Regions from separate parts of the Mus musculus genome. Here all the other regions are linked to region 1. Evidence: chromatin contacts called from public promoter capture Hi-C data. All regions are on one chromosome and are shown on one strand. The core of a region is the stretch at or near the end of the contact, and the rest is flanking DNA. Distances in the headings are between cores, read along the strand shown.

Region 1 (2,726 bases), core at 199-2,698:
AAACGATTTCATTTCTATTTCTTCATGTACAAAATGGGGGAAAGAGCACCTGTGCTTTCAGAGCTTTGGAGAAGTAAATAACAGTAAATGAAAATTAAATACAATGAAATGAGCCTGGGTGCGATGTGCTATGTGCTTGTGCTCGTGCACATATGTGTGTGTGTGTGTGTGTGTGTGTGTGTGTGTGTGTGTGTGCAGCCCAACCTTGAGTCAGAAGTCTTTCTCATTGTCTCTCCTCTTTCTTCACTGAAGCAAAGGATCTAGAGATCACTAAAGGTTAGTCTAGCTCACCAGCTTGCTCCAGGGATCCCTTGTCTCCACCTTCTGAGCACCGGAATTACACATGGGCCACCAGACCCACCCAACATTTCCCAGGGTTCTGGGAACTGAACTACAGATGCTATAACTACTGAGCCATCTCCCCAAACACAAATGAATCTCATATATTTAGGATGCCTGGCCCATAACCTGTTATCACCTCTTCCCATAATGTCCTGAACCTAGTCCACCTGTCACTTACCCGAGCAGTCACTTCTGTACTGTCTCCTACATCTAACTCTTATGGGCAGGTTTCTCTTGTTCAACACTCTATCTCCAACCCTTCCATCAGAGCAGTAGCTAGTTCTGTAAACAAATGCCCCTGGGCTTCTATTTGCCCTTAGCAGGAGCATTTTAAAAATGAAGGTATTTCTTGTCTGCTTCTGTTCACTCTTCCAGAATAAAATCAAAGTTAACCAGTCTCTCTTACATCTGCTAAATCTATTATCTCCTGCTAGACCTGCTGTTATAGGCCCCTCAAAAAGCACTGGTTCTCATAAATCGACAGAATTAGCCAATAAACCATCGACTCCACAACACCACTACTTATGCTCAGTATTTCTTCAAAGCCTAAACGTGGAGAAAAATGAGCAGATTACTAGGAACTAAATGTGTAGAAACTTCAAAAAGACAAGCTAGTATCTTGGATGGATGGGTCGTAAGTGTTTTCCTGAATAGTGTGTATTTGCATGTTTAATTCCCAAGTTCAGGTGAATATGGTGTACAAGGGAAGTCTTAATTTACTGAAGCCTTCAGTAAATAAGACAATGTGTCAAGCATACCTCATCTCTAAAAGCCCATCAGAAGCCACCAAGCCTTGAGAACAGACTTCCCAGACGTCTCTAGGCTTGGTCCTAGATCTAGCAGCCAGTGACCTGAGGACAGACCGACCACTGCTTAAACCCGGAAGAAAGCGGCAGTGCAGAGAAGCCGCCACAGCTCCCACGCAGCCTGCACCCAGCAGCCCACCCCTACCCGGTACTCACCACCAGCGAGGCCGTGAAGCCCGGCGCGTCCATGGTCTCCCAACGCCGCCAAGGTTAAAAATCACAAGCTGGGCAAAAGCAGGTGCTGACTTAAAGAGCTGGGCGCCGCCATGTTGGGGCGGGATATGGAGCAACTACTTCCGGGGCAGAACTCGTGACGTCACACCACAACAAAAGCACGTGCGTCGCTCGGTGCTGGTCGCTGAGCCTTTCCTGGAGGACCCTGGGGTTTGGAGCTTCTCCGGCTTCCTGTCCTTCAGCAGCCGGCTCCGGAGGCGCTAGGCAAGAGCCTCGCACAAGCCTGTGGCCCCGGATGGGATCTACGAAAGACCCCGGAGGAGAGACCAGAGCTGGCAGGACTGGGACCAGGCGGCACTGCCTGTACCTGAAGGCCAGCCCTGTGGTTTCCTACTCACAATCCAAGTCCGTTATTCCTTCGCTTTATCTGTGCAGGCTGGCTGGATTTCTGTTGATCCAATTCCAGAAAGAAAGAAAAAAAATGTTAAACAAAAATACGTTTTTATTACCAAAAAAAAAAAAAAAGTATTCTCCATTTGTACTGACGTTTATTTCTCTTTAAATTAATGTACTTAAAGTAGGAGAGTGATCACTAGAGACTACGAAGGGAAGAAGGATGGAGGTAGCTGCTATCAAAATACAATTAGTTAGGGCCAGTGAGATAGCTTAGTAGGTAAAGGCGCTTGCCTCCAATTCTGGAGGTGACAACTAACAAATTCCTATTAGATAGGGCGAGTGAGATGGTTCTGCAGGTAAAAGCTCTTGCCACCAACCCTGCAACCTGAGTTCACTCCCTGGGACCCATAGGGTGAAAGAGACAACCAGTTCCCACAAGCTGTCTCCCAATGTCTGTGGACATACCTAATATTTATTGTATATCATATATTTTGCATATTATATTTTATTACATATTAATATGTTGATAGTGAAATAAATAGAATTTAATACTTAAAAAAATACAGCTTAATAGTGAGTGTAACTCAATGGTAGAATATGTGTTTACCTAGCAGGGCCCTCGTGTAGATGGAGGAAGACAGGAAGAATAAGTACCATTGCTCTGCAGGACAGTAGGATTGCTAGTTTACAATTTACTTACGTGTGTGTGTGTGTGTGTGTGTGTGTGTGTATTTCAGTTGGTATTTGAGTTTCACTGTAGCCTATGATAGGCTAGAACTGGCAATGTAGTTATGTAGTTCTGGTGACCTCAAACTCATAACAATTGTCCTGCCTCTGCCTCCCAAATGTTGGAATTACAGATGTGAGCCATTACACTTGGATAATAATTTGGGTTTTCTTTCTAGGGTCTTGAACATGCAAGGGCAGTATAGATGTAGCCACAAAGGCTACATATATAGTTCCACCTACCTAGTCACTGTTATATATTTTTATAGAGAACTAAAAGAA
Region 2 (2,700 bases), core at 182-2,681, 740 kb after region 1:
ATAGGTATGCCCCCAAACTTCTAATGAACTGTTGTTTTGGCTAAAGGAGTACATACACGTGTACATACACACATATGTATATGTGAAACCATCTATATATACATGTATTTATACTTAGTATAAATACAAAATAAATAAGGCCATCACACAGAAACACTCATGTGGATGATGGGTGTATGTTGATGTGTGTGCGTTGTGGGGGTAAGTGCGTGTGCTTGCCCGGCCTTACTAGTGACAGAGTCATCTAAAATGTCTGGATCTTTGTCACTTTAAATACATTGCATTCACATAGTTTAACTACCTTAGAACTATCATTGCCTATAGGCTGTGAATTTGGTCTTTCCTCTTGGTCATTCATTGGGTTGCCATAATTGACAGATGTTAGTGGAGTCCTTTTGACTTCACCCTTAGGCTTCTCCATACCTTGCTATGTAAAGCCATTCAAGAGTTTTGCTATTGTAGACCACAGACAACATCCCAGCTCCAGTTGACTCTTAATTCTTAGTAATTCAGAGTGTACTTCTTGGTGAATTTAATGTACCCCCCCCCTCTCAGATGCTAGCTTTGAAATAGGGGTAGAGTCACTGGCTCAAGCCCTTGAATTCAAAAGCAAGCATAGCTGAGTGAGCATACTAGTTAATAATGCCACACAAAGAGAACTACACAGAGGCGTACTTCTCATCCCCACATGAAATACTATTGTGTCCACACTTACATGCTTCACATACTCAAGGTGAATTGTTGCTTGAAAAAAAAAATGGCATAGAAAACTTTAGAAAAAAATAAATAAAATTTAAGTTTCAAGTTGGGTGTCATTCAGGGCACGGTAAGGTCTCTTTCCTTGCTGCTCCATGGAGATTAGGCCACAAAGCACCCCTCATCCAGTGCAGCTAAGCTTTATGCACTGCCTGTCAATCAGTCACTTGGTGGCCAGCTCAGTTACAAGGTCAGCTGTCACAGTGTCATACACTGTCATACACTGTGTTCAAATGTCCCTTATTTAACTTCCTGATAGGCCCAGAGCACAAAGGTCACAGCGTGGGCAATTGGAACGTGCTGAAGAGGCAGGCAGAAGTTCCTTTAAGTGGCTAAGGAAATAAATCATATGTGGAAACTACTGAGGGCTACAGTGAATTGTTGCTGTTGATCTGTTGCTGTGCTTGTTTTATAAGTTAAACTGGGTCATAGGTGTGTACAGATGCAGAGGGAAAACCATATTCATATTGGATTGGACGCTATCCTGGGCTCCAGCATTCACTGGGGCTCTGGGAACAGGTTCCCTGTAAACAAGGGCTTTCCGCTGGTGAGTAAAGCTATTTGCCTCAGGACATTTGCTAGGGATTTCTAGTAAGATGCATTCCAACCACACCCTAGGTCTCACTGCACATACACAGCCATAATGGGAGCTGTGTTTATGTCTATCTGCATATCCACTCCAGACCCTCTGCTGTGCCTCAACTAATCGATTTGCCCGGCCTTTTCTTGCTAGAATGAGTATTTCCTCCCTGAGAACTGCTTTCCTTTCTTCCCAGCCACATCAACAGGAAGACGCAATATGAAAACCCAGTCCTAGAAGCCAAACGGAAGAAACAGCTTGAACAGCAGCAGCAACAGCAGCAGCCTCAGCCACCGCAGCCAGAAGGTTGGCTTCTTTGCTGGAGGCATTTCCCTGAGCTGGGAGTGTGGGGTAAAGCCTAGGCACTGTCACCCCCGTGTGGTCAGAGCTGGCCTTGATGATAGATTCTTTTCTCCTCTAGTCACCCCTCCCTCCAACAGCACACCCCAGCACACTGCAGAAGGGGGCGCCCCTGCATAGCGCTCAGACCTCTGCCTTGCTTTGGATGGAATTTAACTTGCGGAGCTGAGGGAATTTGGGCCCCTGCAGCATTTGCATGGTGATCCCTGTGTAACATTTAAGCAGAGTTTCTGGGCACTAGGCTCCTTTTTCACGTTAGAAACGCCGTACAGAAGGATCTGCATGCTTCTGGGAAGTCACAAATCATATTCTTTTATTTTTTTTTTATTTTATTTTGGTTTTTCAAGACAGGGTTCTCTGTGTAGCCCTGGCTGTCCTAGATCTCACTCTGTACACCAGGCTGGCCTCAAACTCAGAAATCCGCCTGCCTCTGCCTCCCAAGTACTGGGATTAAAGGCGTGTGCCACCACTGCCCCAAACAAATTCATATTCTTTAGAGAAATCAAAATAACCCAGGAAGAGGGGGGAACATTAAATCTTCCAGTGCTTGCCCCATCCCATTCTTAGGGGCTCACTGTGTAGAATTTTTCTGGTAAATAAAAATCACAAATACCAAAACCAAGAATAATTTTGTGAGTAAATATATTTCATTTGAGCAACTTTTTTTCACTTTTTATTTCTTAAACCTGCTTGAAGGTTTGAGTTGACTCATAGTTTTAATGGCTAAAAGATGTGCTACGTAATGAGTGTTTCTACTAATATGTAGCTATCCATTTATTAATATTTAAGGTTTTCCTAATTTTTCATTAAATCTTTCAGTGGTAGGCTTTATACCATCTAAGTATAATATCAATTATGTGAATATGAACTATAACACTTTTGTTCCCACGTTATATATAATACATATTATATGCTATATATTATTATATATTTAATTAATTTATATATTAAATATTTAACATAATTAATTTATATACTATATATTTTAAATGTGTATGGTGCTA
Region 3 (2,700 bases), core at 171-2,670, 830 kb before region 1:
ATTTCATAGATGAAGTGTCCCAAAGCAATCTTGCTTAACAAACTGGGGCAAGGTGTCTGCCAGCCTAGGTGTTCTAGCTAAATAGACGGTGCAGCAAGAGGCCAAAGGCCACTCAACTCAGTTTCAAGAATTTCATAAACATTTGGATTTGGGCAGGATTCCCCAAAATAAAATCTGTCACTGGAATGGAGCTTAAGACATCTGCTCACAGCATAGTGGCACCTTGAAGTTTCAGCGAAATCCTAGGAAGTGGTTGCATGGTCACGTGGTCACAGTTCTTAAAATGCCTCCAAATGTTCTTGCTGTTGGATTTCCTGTCTGTGCCCAGAAACGGGGTACCTACACCCACACATTTCTGTGCCTACTGCGCCACACCACACATCCACTTCTGCTTTCAGCCCTTGTGGAGACTGAGCAAGAAGTTTAACTGGTCTATTTTATACTAAACATAGACTCACTAATGACACAGTGTGCTAGATCAGGGGAAGAGACGAGTAGACAGCTGTGTCCAGCTTTCAACCTCAAGAGGAAATGTTGTCATCTACAAAGCTCACAATGGAGAACTAAGCAATCCCCCTTGTGAAAAAAAATTTGCAAGAATACGTCATAATATTTTAATTATGTTTATGATTTTATTTTAGATGGCATTCATAACATCCAGACACTAGCCAGCAGTAGGCCAAACCCAAGCCACTATTCTGTAAATAAAGTTTTATTGTCTCACAGCTGTGTTCATTTGTTTACATTTTCTAGTTTCTTCTCTTCCATTATAACAAGGTCAAGGAGTTTTGTGGCCTACAGAGCCAAACACATTTGTTATTTGGCCCGCCTAGAAAAGTTTACAGCCCTCTGAGCTGGAGCACAGGGACTGAGTGGAGACTGAGTAGATCAGCTCTGTGTCTTCTCAAGGTCAGTGAGACTGACCAGCACTCAGAGCTCTGATCAAGAAATTCCAGCATGTCACATGGGAAACCAAGGAGCTCGGTACGACTTTCAGACATAATTTGGCATAATTCAGGGTTTGTTTTACCTGGAAGCAATAGTATGGGGCTTGGAGTGTAAGGCACTATTTTAACGGGGAGCAGGATGAAAATAATTTAGTAGCCTGCAGCCTCTGCGATGTGTGGAAGTTGAACTAGCACATAAGCCCATATCCCAGGCTCTGCATAGGTCCCTGCGGTTCTTAAAACAGCATGTCATCTTGTCTGTCCACCTGTAAGCTGTAAGCTACAAAAGGCTTCCTCTCTCTCACCCACCAGGGACCTCCTCTACCACAGCTACCTGTTGTGAATTTGGCTTCCACGTGAGTGGACACAGATGATTCCAATGAAGAACTGCCCCCAGACTGGTGCTGCAGGTGGGAGCTTCAAGGGAACACAGGAAGCTTCTATTTAACATTGCTGGGAAGGGCTTGATTTCACATTAGCTCCTGAGCAACTTGGAGAGGCTGGACCCTGGGGTATGTCTACGAAGGAGAAACCATGCAGCGTCCTTCTACCCTGTCAGGCCTGGAACTGTGAATGGACTGAAGACCAGTGGGGTGAGGAGAGACAGGAGAAGCTGGGATTTGGGGGTGGATAGACACAGGTAGAAAGAATCCTGGCCTGTTGGTTTACTGGTATGATCTCTGGGGCTTATGTATCTTAGTTGGAACTCTTGTGTTTTTCTTCAAGCTATTCTACTATCTCTGGCAGGCATTTGAATACTTCTGTCCCACTGAGTTGGATTTACAGCTCTACAAGGGTCATCTCTACAGCTAGGTTGTTGGGCCAATTCTTGAAAAGCCCCCTAGATCATAGGCCTTTGAGCTGTGTGCTTCTGTTGACCCCTGCAACAGTAGAACATGACTTTGCCTTATTCTGAACTGTTTGCTAAAAGGAACAATTTGGGGCATGGTGTTTTTGGATTTACCCAGAACACCAAACCTGAGAAAGATTGAGAATACTCCCAAGGACATATGTGTATTTTGCATAAAAAAGGAAGTCTTCCAAACAGCATGGCCCAAACCTCCAGATGTATTTCTGTGCACATAACTCAAGCTCCCTGCAGATATCAATAACCAATCATCGTATTCCTGTCTGCTAAGCCTGGACAAGTCTCATGATCATTCTGAATGCTTTCTGTCGACACTACCAGGAAGTAAAACACAAGCTTAAATGGATTTATGACTTCCAAAGGCAAGTAGTACTTTTGAGGAGAAAACAGATCATGAATAATAATAGCTGACATGTATTGAGTTTTATTATGTGCCAGACATTGTTCTGGTTGACACGATGTCACTTCAAATATGCCACATAAATACAGGCTTTGTTTCAATTATTGTTCTCCTACCAGTGTTCACAAGAGTCTCTGGTGCATGGTGGTTGCTTAAAAATACTTACTTGAATTTTAAGTTCTACAACCAGCCATTAAACATATATTCTGAATGAAGAAATGGTGGCCCAGAGAACTCCAAATTGCCTAGGCTAGTGAAGGCTGGACCCATGGCTTCCTACCACATCCTGTTTCTCTTATGCGTCTAACCTTTTTGCCCCACTGTTTCCCATGGTAATGGTTCTTAGTTCCAAATGGTCCTTAGTCCCAGGACATTGATTGTTCAGTCTCCTGGTCCTCTTTAGTGTTCCTTTCTCAGTTCAGAATGCCATCTTTATATAAGAAAAAAAATGCTAGAATTGAAATCCAAATGCCTGTGGGTTTGAT

The links. Promoter capture Hi-C pulls out the DNA fragments that hold promoters and counts their contacts.
Region 2: a promoter capture Hi-C map of 3T3-L1-derived adipocytes shows a contact between it and region 1, with 6 times the contacts expected there. The contact joins the enhancer-like site here to the promoter of Slc25a26 in region 1. A contact is called at or near these places in 8 of 39 promoter capture datasets (the 3T3-L1 cell line, 3T3-L1-derived adipocytes, frontonasal cranial neural crest and 4 more), 1 of 115 datasets of contacts at active chromatin or transcription factors (embryonic stem cells) and 1 of 9 other capture datasets (adipose tissue).
Region 3: a promoter capture Hi-C map of hippocampal neurons shows a contact between it and region 1, with 2.8 times the contacts expected there. The contact joins the promoter of AY512915 here to the promoter of Slc25a26 in region 1. A contact is called at or near these places in 2 of 39 promoter capture datasets (hippocampal neurons and liver).

What each region holds. Positions count from the first base shown.
Region 1 is chr6:94,499,036-94,501,761 of GRCm38.p6, reverse strand. Slc25a26 (solute carrier family 25 (mitochondrial carrier, phosphate carrier), member 26) reads right to left here and starts at 1,448. Exons shown (of 10, transcript NM_026255.5): 1 at 1,305-1,448. The coding sequence starts at 1,337.
Region 2 is chr6:93,756,597-93,759,296 of GRCm38.p6, reverse strand. Magi1 (membrane associated guanylate kinase, WW and PDZ domain containing 1) reads left to right here. Exons shown (of 24, transcript NM_001029850.4): 9 at 1,533-1,642. Among named protein-coding and RNA genes, the nearest start is that of Gm23035, 36 kb to the left of the region's middle. Within about 2 kb of position 1,431, at least 78 of the 459 cell types and tissues checked have an H3K27ac peak or open chromatin away from gene starts, as enhancers often do. A contact at or near this core is called in 3T3-L1-derived adipocytes, adipose tissue, embryonic stem cells and 1 more, where this site is marked.
Region 3 is chr6:95,332,713-95,335,412 of GRCm38.p6, reverse strand. It overlaps AY512915 (cDNA sequence AY512915), which reads left to right and starts at 1,420. Exons shown (of 4, transcript NR_033559.1): 1 at 1,420-1,540.